Linked DNA regions of Mus musculus: region 2 is linked to region 1. Evidence: chromatin contacts called from public HiChIP or PLAC-seq data. All regions are on one chromosome and are shown on one strand. The core of a region is the stretch at or near the end of the contact, and the rest is flanking DNA. Distances in the headings are between cores, read along the strand shown. Region 1 overlaps Tdp1 (tyrosyl-DNA phosphodiesterase 1). Region 2 overlaps Nrde2 (nrde-2 necessary for RNA interference, domain containing).

Region 1 (3,768 bases), core at 741-3,240:
TCTTCTTTAAGCCAGAAGGATTCTTTGTTCACAGGAAACCTTTTAACAAACAAAGGACTGGTGTTTAAAGAAGCAGGGATTGCCTGTGCTCTTCTCCCTTTGTTTGCTGTCATGGTCTTGAAAAGGATTTTTCAGCACTTACAGGGCTCCAAAGAACACAGTGTGAACAGCACAGGCTGAGCCTGACCCCTTGAGTGGACAGAGGGAAAGAGGCAGAGAGCAGCAGGGACTATCTCTGTTGGCTGCCAAAGGTAGGCTGTTTATTTAGCCATGGAAGACCAACAGGACCAATGGCCAGCACTGGGTAAATTTACCTCTCAGACCTAACACCCTTTGACGCCCCTGGGTTTATGAAGCCTGGTACCTTGGCTTCATTTCCTTAGGTCTCATAGTGGCACAGTCCGCTGGAGCTTTACAAAGAATAGTGCCAAGAATTATTGAGAGAGATTACTAGCTTGCTACGACATCCACTGAGACAGCTTGGGGAACAGCCTTCTCGGTTGGGGCTTATAACCAGCTCAGAGCCTGACAAAGTTTGAAATCACATCATATCAGCCTGCTACCACTCTGACCCTCAGTCCTAGGCTCCACACTCCACTGTCAGGCACGGTCCCATGTTTAGAAGTCTATATCCAAAGGGCTTCCTGCCTTCACGTTCTGTTCTCCTAGTCCATCCACAGATGGACTCCCGAAAAACAGTATAATGTAGATGAAACAAAGGGCTGATCCAAGATCCAGCTCAACCATCTAGGAGATGAGCAGACTTCCCTACACTTGTTTCTACATCCAGAGAGGTTAATAGAGGCCATGGAGATCTCAGGAAGCCAGCAGTGAAATGTACCACAAATATGGCAGTTACAATAGATCTGAATACTAGACACTCTCAGTAATATTAAGGAAGCCCTGTGGATCACCTGGCTCTCTTGTTTGAAAGCCTTAAGTGATCCCTAACCAGAAAGTCTAAAATCTGTTGCTTACCTCCAAAGCTGGTCCCAACAACTTTCTAGGTTCTTCCCCACTCCTTCCTATACGATGCTCTGTGCCAGCTCATTTCCTCCCCGCCTCCATGACTCAGGACCTTCCTCTACCTAAACCATCGCTGAAGCCTATTTCATTCATCAGAGTAACAAAAGACCCGAGACAACTGACTTACAGAGAGAAACACTATTTGGCTCCCACTTCGGGGGGTCTTACTCACCACTGCTGCCCGACAGGTTTTTTGTGTGTCGTGCCTCTGTTCATGTATTCAACAAGTTGTCTACTGGGTATGTGTTCTGTGCCAGGCTTTGTTGGGGTATGATGACAAGAACTTCAGAGCTCTCCTAAAAACACCTCTGCATGCTCATTCAGTGCCTATTTTCTAGTCACATCCTGGCAGCTGACATTTCTTGAGTATTTGAAATTCCCTGGCTTCTAAACACCCAGTCTGTTCATACCAAAGTCAGCCACATCATGCAAGAGCAAATGGCACCCCAGCCTGTCATCTGGTTCTCTTGTCCGACACTGTTAAGTGTCCTATGATTGGTCAGTCTTTTACTCATGTCTTCTGTCATTTGCGAGCACACTACTAGGGGTAGCATGCTGGTTGTATAGGCCTTGGGATGGGATATTGATGGCTGATCTGTGACTACTGATCACTTGATCAGGTGCTGTGTGTGTGTGTTCAGTGTGTGCTTATACTATGGCAGTTAGGTTTGTCCATGGGGTATGGACGGACAGCAGGGAGGAGGGTTAGTGGAGACAGAGCTCACTCTCACAGGGAAACACTGCATGCAGCTTCAGGAGAGGATGTGATGAGTAGTAAGATTTGGCCACGTGTGCCCCAAATGTCCATGAGCTAAAGATTTGGGAGGTGGCCTTGTCTGAGGTCTTTAGGTAATTGGATGCAGGCCCTTGAAGGAGATTCTGAGGCTCTAGTCTCTCTGCTTCCCGCTCTGCTTCCTGGATATGCAGGGCGTGGTTTCGCTGCTCTGCGTACTCACTATTCTGATGTGCTGTTTCCCTGCAGGCCCAGTGACTGCACGGCAGCCTCACTTGCTCGGCAGAGGCCATAAGCTACAGCTACGGCGGAAAACTTTGAGGGGGCGTGGTACTGGAGGTTAAACCGAGGGTCACACATATATAAGGCACTGAACTATATCCCCACCCTTCTTTTCATTTTTTAATTTTGAGACAGGGTTTCACTACATAGCCCAGATTGGCTATGAACCTGTAATCTTCCTGCCTTAGCCCTCCTAAGTAGCTGGGATTACAGACTTGTGTCTGGTTGGGCCAGAAACTAAAATCAAGCTGGGTGGGAAGCCAGGGCACACCTGGTAGTGGGCCTGGAGGGAGATCACTGAGCTCTCGCCCAGTAGCAGCAGGAACAGAAGGGAGGGGGGAGGCTGGGCAGCTGCCGCTTCACCAGGCAAGGGGTCTGTGAGCTCTTCCCAAAGCTTCAGCCCAGCAGTGCCGTTCTCAGAGCAGAGGTCAGTGGGATGACACTGACTAGTCTCCAAGCTCCTGGGGGTAAGGGCCACACCTGTCTTATTTATCATCCATAATCAAGGTTTAAGCACAAAATATCTATGATGGATGATCTGGGCCTGAATTTCAGGTCTCTCTTTCACACTGGATCATTTGGCACATAGTATACATATGCTGTATAAGGCACAGCTAATCTATACGGGCTTTCTCTGGAGGCCAGTCCTTGGTGGGGGACTACATACAGCATTCCATCTCGAGCCAGCGGTATACCTCATGACTAGGAGTGTCAGCACACAAAGGGCCTTCAGGCCCTAGGGGACAGCCTCAAACATTTTCTCACCAGGGATAATGTTTCTGGAGGCTGGCTCACACGGGCATAAACAAAGAAATGCTGTCTTTGCTCTGCTTGTACCAGAATGCAAGAAAGCGAAGGTGGTCTGTGGCCCTGAATCATCTCTAAAGTACAAAGAGAATCACTTGCAGACTGTAGGGCTGATAACATTATTCGTAACAAAGTATGTGAGGCATACCAAAGAATCCTGGTTATCTTGGGAGCACCAGGCAACCAAGTCTACTCAATAGCATCTACAAGTGTTCTTTTGTGTGATCCAATTTGATTTCCTCCCAAAACCACAGACAAAGGAAGGGACAAAAGCCCGGTGTCTCACACTCTAAGTATCAGACAGCAGGGAGGAGAAGAACAGAACAGCACTGCAGGCAAGGAGGATGCCTTTTGTGAGTCTCCGAAAAGCCAACAGCGATTTTGTAGTCAAGCACTTGTCTCGTTTTCTCCGAGTGGCAGCACCAACATTTCTGCTCAATCTCTATCAAACAGGGCCTGTCAGTTGCTAGGCAACCATAACAGTGCTCCAGCCAGTGTTAGTAACCACCTTATTTCTTGCCTCCCACAATGCATAGCTTCCATAATTGTTCTCATCAGGTTTGCCAGCTACACTAAGGCCCAATCTCCTTAGTCAAGGTTTCTTCCTAAAGCCCAGCCTCTTGCTTACTTGATGCTGCAGTGAAAATGTGGTGACTGTATTTGTCGTCATGTACTGGTAATTTCCGTTAACAACAGGATGCTCATCGCACAAGGGATGATTTCATGGTCGGATCAAAACAGATGGAAAGAAAATCTTATTAAGACCATAAAGAACCTGCCATAGAAGCAAACAGCCAGACAAAAGAGAAAATAGCCAGCTAGTGTCAAACTAGCTATAAACTAGACTGCCAGCTTTTAAGTTTCTGAAATACAGATACTTGGTCGAAAGCACTTGTCTTCTGTTTGTTTGATTGCTTGCT
Region 2 (3,527 bases), core at 994-3,493, 210 kb before region 1:
GGGTAGAGAAAGGGGACCTCTGCTCCCACATACAAAGTACACTGATAGGCTTGCTTACCACAAATGCAGCCTGTCTCCATAGTCGTGATGCCATTTTGACCGACGTGTCACTCTGTCTTTCTTGGCTGGGTTGTGTTGCTACCTCTCCATTGCCTACAATTGCTGCTTGATCTTATACGTGGACATTTTGGCAGCAGTCCTCACCAAGAAGGGGCTCATCTTTAAGGTGACAAGACATTTCCAGTCTCTGCCATTTGGTGACATGACACAGCATAAGAGCCACATGGCTGTAAAATAGCCACTTCTCTCTGTCCACTGAAAAAGCTTGGCTCTCTGCTTTGTGAAAGGGTCTGGGGGAAGGTAGCGAGAACATCTGAGCTCATGGTGAGCCCAAAGGAGAATCTTTGGGAACTTAAGGTCTCATGTGAACTGGCAGTGAAGACATTTTTATTATGATGCTACCTTTAGACAAAGTGGGATTAAAGAATTCAACCTGATAATACTGGCACAGCTAATTTTTAGTTAGCTTTTATAGAGAGCAATTTTAAAATGTGCTGTGATGTTTTAAGTCTACACTATGCTTCAGGAGTAACTTGGGAACTGTGGTGAGGGTCTGAATTCTTCTCTCACCCCTCTGCTGAGGCTCTTGATCAGTGGTGTGAACAGTGTGGTGGGCACAGCACTGCGCCTGATGGTGACGTTTCAAGGATTCCTGCTCTGCTCTGTTAGAGCCCCAAGCCATGGTATGGAGATGTTAAATCCCAGCTGCACAGCTCCCTAAGCGTCTGCAAGCCAGCATACAGAGAACTACCTGTCTAGCTGAGAGATACCTTCACCATAAACATGGGACAAAACAGGCAGAGGCTGCTACAAGGGTCTGTTTCAGGTTATAAACACATATCACACTCTTAAAAAGTCAGCCTTTGCTTGAGTGTAGTTTTTGTTTATTTTTGGCAGTACTGGGGTTTGAACCCAGGCCTTTTACACTTGGTAGGCATTGAGTTATTTGTTTAATTTAATTAATTTATTTATTTATCTATTTATTTTGTTTTTTTTTTGAGTCAGGGTTTGTGTAGCTCTGGCTGTCCTGGAACTCACTCTGTAGACCAGGCTGGCCTCGAACTCAGAAATCCACCTGCCTCTGCCTCCCGAGTGCTGGGATTAAAGGAGTGCTGGGATTAACCACCACCCGGCTATTTGTTTATTTTCAAGTCACTGTTTCAGAAGCCCATCTGTAGTCTTCCATCCCATTTCCCGCAGGTGACTGGCCCTCATATGCTCTCTGAGGCTATCTCGCCTGGCCCTGTGACTCTTGGAGGGATTCTTCCCCTCAGGACACGCCCTGCAACTGTCAGCCTGTGGTGTGCTCCCCAGAAACCTGCTCGCCCTCCAAAGGTTCCTTTAGAGTATCATTAGAGAAGATGGCTCCTGGAAATCCTGTTGCTAGTCGATAATCAGATCATAAGTCAGTCCCTGCCCAGTGCTATGTCTGCTCTGTTCCTGGGTATGACTGCCTGCCTGCAAGCTGCTTCCGTACACTGCTGCTCTCAAGTCCAGGCGACACCAGGGCCTGGCCTCCAGATGCACTTTGTGTGGCTTTGTCCCACAGCTACCCTCCTTCCACTCAGCTGTGCCAAAGGCATCTATTGAGTTCCTGCTGTGTGCTGAGCTAGATCTTAACATTAAGCAGTTACTTAAGATGCGATTGTCCCTCCAAGAGCTCAGTCTGTCCTGCTGAAAATTTGAATTCCCGTTCTCTCCAATGTCCTGAAAACAACATGACTTCAGGGGTCAGGTGGTGGGTCAGGCGGCATGAGTGGGGCTGGCAGTGGTTAGACCGCACCGGCAGGGTGAGGACTGGGAAGTGCTTTCCTACCCAGCTGCAGGCTCTTGTCACCAAATCTTGAGCAGCCTTTCTATATGCTGATCTAAGGAGTCACCATGTCCAGCTCACACTTTAGAGCTGTACACCAAGGCAGGGGTGGAGTGAGGGGGCCCATTTGGAGGCTGCCTGCCGAAATAACTCCTCTGTTTGCCATGTGTGCCTTTGAACATTGGTTGTATGGTATTTCAGGGATCCTGTGGTCCAGAGACGCACTTGGGAGCTTTGTTGTGGTTGGCCTAATTTCTGTCCTTTAAACCTGATCCAGGTGGAATTCTTTGAGCCCTTCTGGGACAGCGGAGAACCACGCGTTGGGGAGAAGGGAGCCCGAGGCTGGCGGGCGTGGATGCACCAACAGGAGCGAGGTGGCTGGGTGCTCATCACCCCAGGTAAGTGCTTCAGAGGGCAGGGGCGTGCCTTCTCTTCTGGGGCTGGGTTTTCCCACTTCAGGATTGTTTCTCATGCTTAGTGAGGCAGCTTAGGAGTGCTGCAAGAGTCAGAGGGTCAGGATTTAATCAGGCGCTGGACCGCCAAGCTCTGAGCTCCAACTCCCAGCATGCAGCATTCCAAGCACCTGAGGGTCTGAGGCCTCCAGAGGAAGAAGGGCTTTTCCTTCCTTCTTCCCTTCCCTTCCCTTCCTTCTCCCCTCCCCTCCCCTCCCCTCCCCTCCCCTCCCCTCCTCTTTCTTTCTTTCTTTCTTTCTTTCTTTCTTTCTTTCTTTCTTTCTTTCTTTCTTTCTTTCTTTCTTTCTAAGGGTTCACAGACTTTATTGGTTCAATAATAAACAGCAAAGAAAACGTTAACCATCACTCCGGGAGCGTCAGTGTAGACGTGAAAGCCACTCTTGGAGAGAAGGGCTTTTCCAAGTTGCTTCTCAAGTGGCTGGAGTGTCGCTAGTTCCTACTTCCCATCCTTCTGGGCGTAGATTTAAGGTAGTCTTTGGTCAATGTTCACACTAACAAATTTTGACAAATTTCTTGCCTCTTAAGGAACAAAGAGGCAACTAGCTTCACAGTTGTCATTCCAAAGTGCTTTCTAGGTTTATACCCGTAACAGAGCCAGCCAGTAGGAAAACAGGCAGACTTCTGGCTCCCAGTCTTTTAGCCACAGTTCCAGGAGCAAAAAGAGGGCAGGCCCCAGTGGAAAAGGTGCTTGGTCAGACGCCAGCCAGAGCTGGGCAAGACAGCATGCAGTGGGAACCTCGCTTTCCACTTAAATTGTTAGCACTTTGCTTTTTAGTTTCGAAGTACTTGTAGATGTGTATGTACCTGGAAAACAGGTATAGAGAGTGATAGTGCGTCCTGTCCAGAGTGGACTCAGATTTCACCAGTCTTTGTTCCTGTGTGTGTCTGTGTGTACATATGTGCATGTACATGTGTGTGTACACGTGTGTGTGTGTGTGTTTGTGTACGAGTGTGCATATATGGATGTGTCTGTGTGTGTACCAGACAGTTTCATCAGTTTTGGTGCTGCCGTGGACACGGGTGGGCCATGACTGAGCCCACTTTGTCTTCTCCCTCACAGTGATGACAGATCGATTTCATCACAGCAAGGCTTTGGGGGGTTTGTTTGTTTGTTTGTTTGCGTTGGGTTTTTTTGCCACTGTTTTTAGCCACAACCATCCTTCCTTTTTCATAGTTACTGA

Evidence for each region. HiChIP or PLAC-seq counts read pairs in DNA pulled down with a chosen protein or histone mark.
Region 2: an H3K27ac HiChIP or PLAC-seq map of embryonic stem cells shows a contact between it and region 1, with 5 read pairs. The contact joins two enhancer-like sites. A contact is called at or near these places in 1 of 484 Hi-C or Micro-C datasets (bone marrow-derived macrophages), 2 of 115 datasets of contacts at active chromatin or transcription factors (embryonic basal ganglia and embryonic stem cells) and 2 of 9 other capture datasets (adipose tissue and liver).

The regions. Positions count from the first base shown.
Region 1 is chr12:99,922,838-99,926,605 of GRCm38.p6, reverse strand. The region is part of intron 13 of Tdp1 (tyrosyl-DNA phosphodiesterase 1); the gene reads right to left. Among named protein-coding and RNA genes, the nearest start is that of Kcnk13, 40 kb to the left of the region's middle. Within about 2 kb of position 1,990, at least 64 of the 459 cell types and tissues checked have an H3K27ac peak or open chromatin away from gene starts, as enhancers often do. A contact at or near this core is called in embryonic stem cells, where this site is marked.
Region 2 is chr12:100,136,402-100,139,928 of GRCm38.p6, reverse strand. Nrde2 (nrde-2 necessary for RNA interference, domain containing) reads left to right here. Exons shown (of 14, transcript NM_001290303.1): 8 at 2,151-2,271. Among named protein-coding and RNA genes, the nearest start is that of Nrde2, 21 kb to the left of the region's middle. Within about 2 kb of position 2,243, at least 6 of the 459 cell types and tissues checked have an H3K27ac peak or open chromatin away from gene starts, as enhancers often do. A contact at or near this core is called in embryonic stem cells, where this site is marked.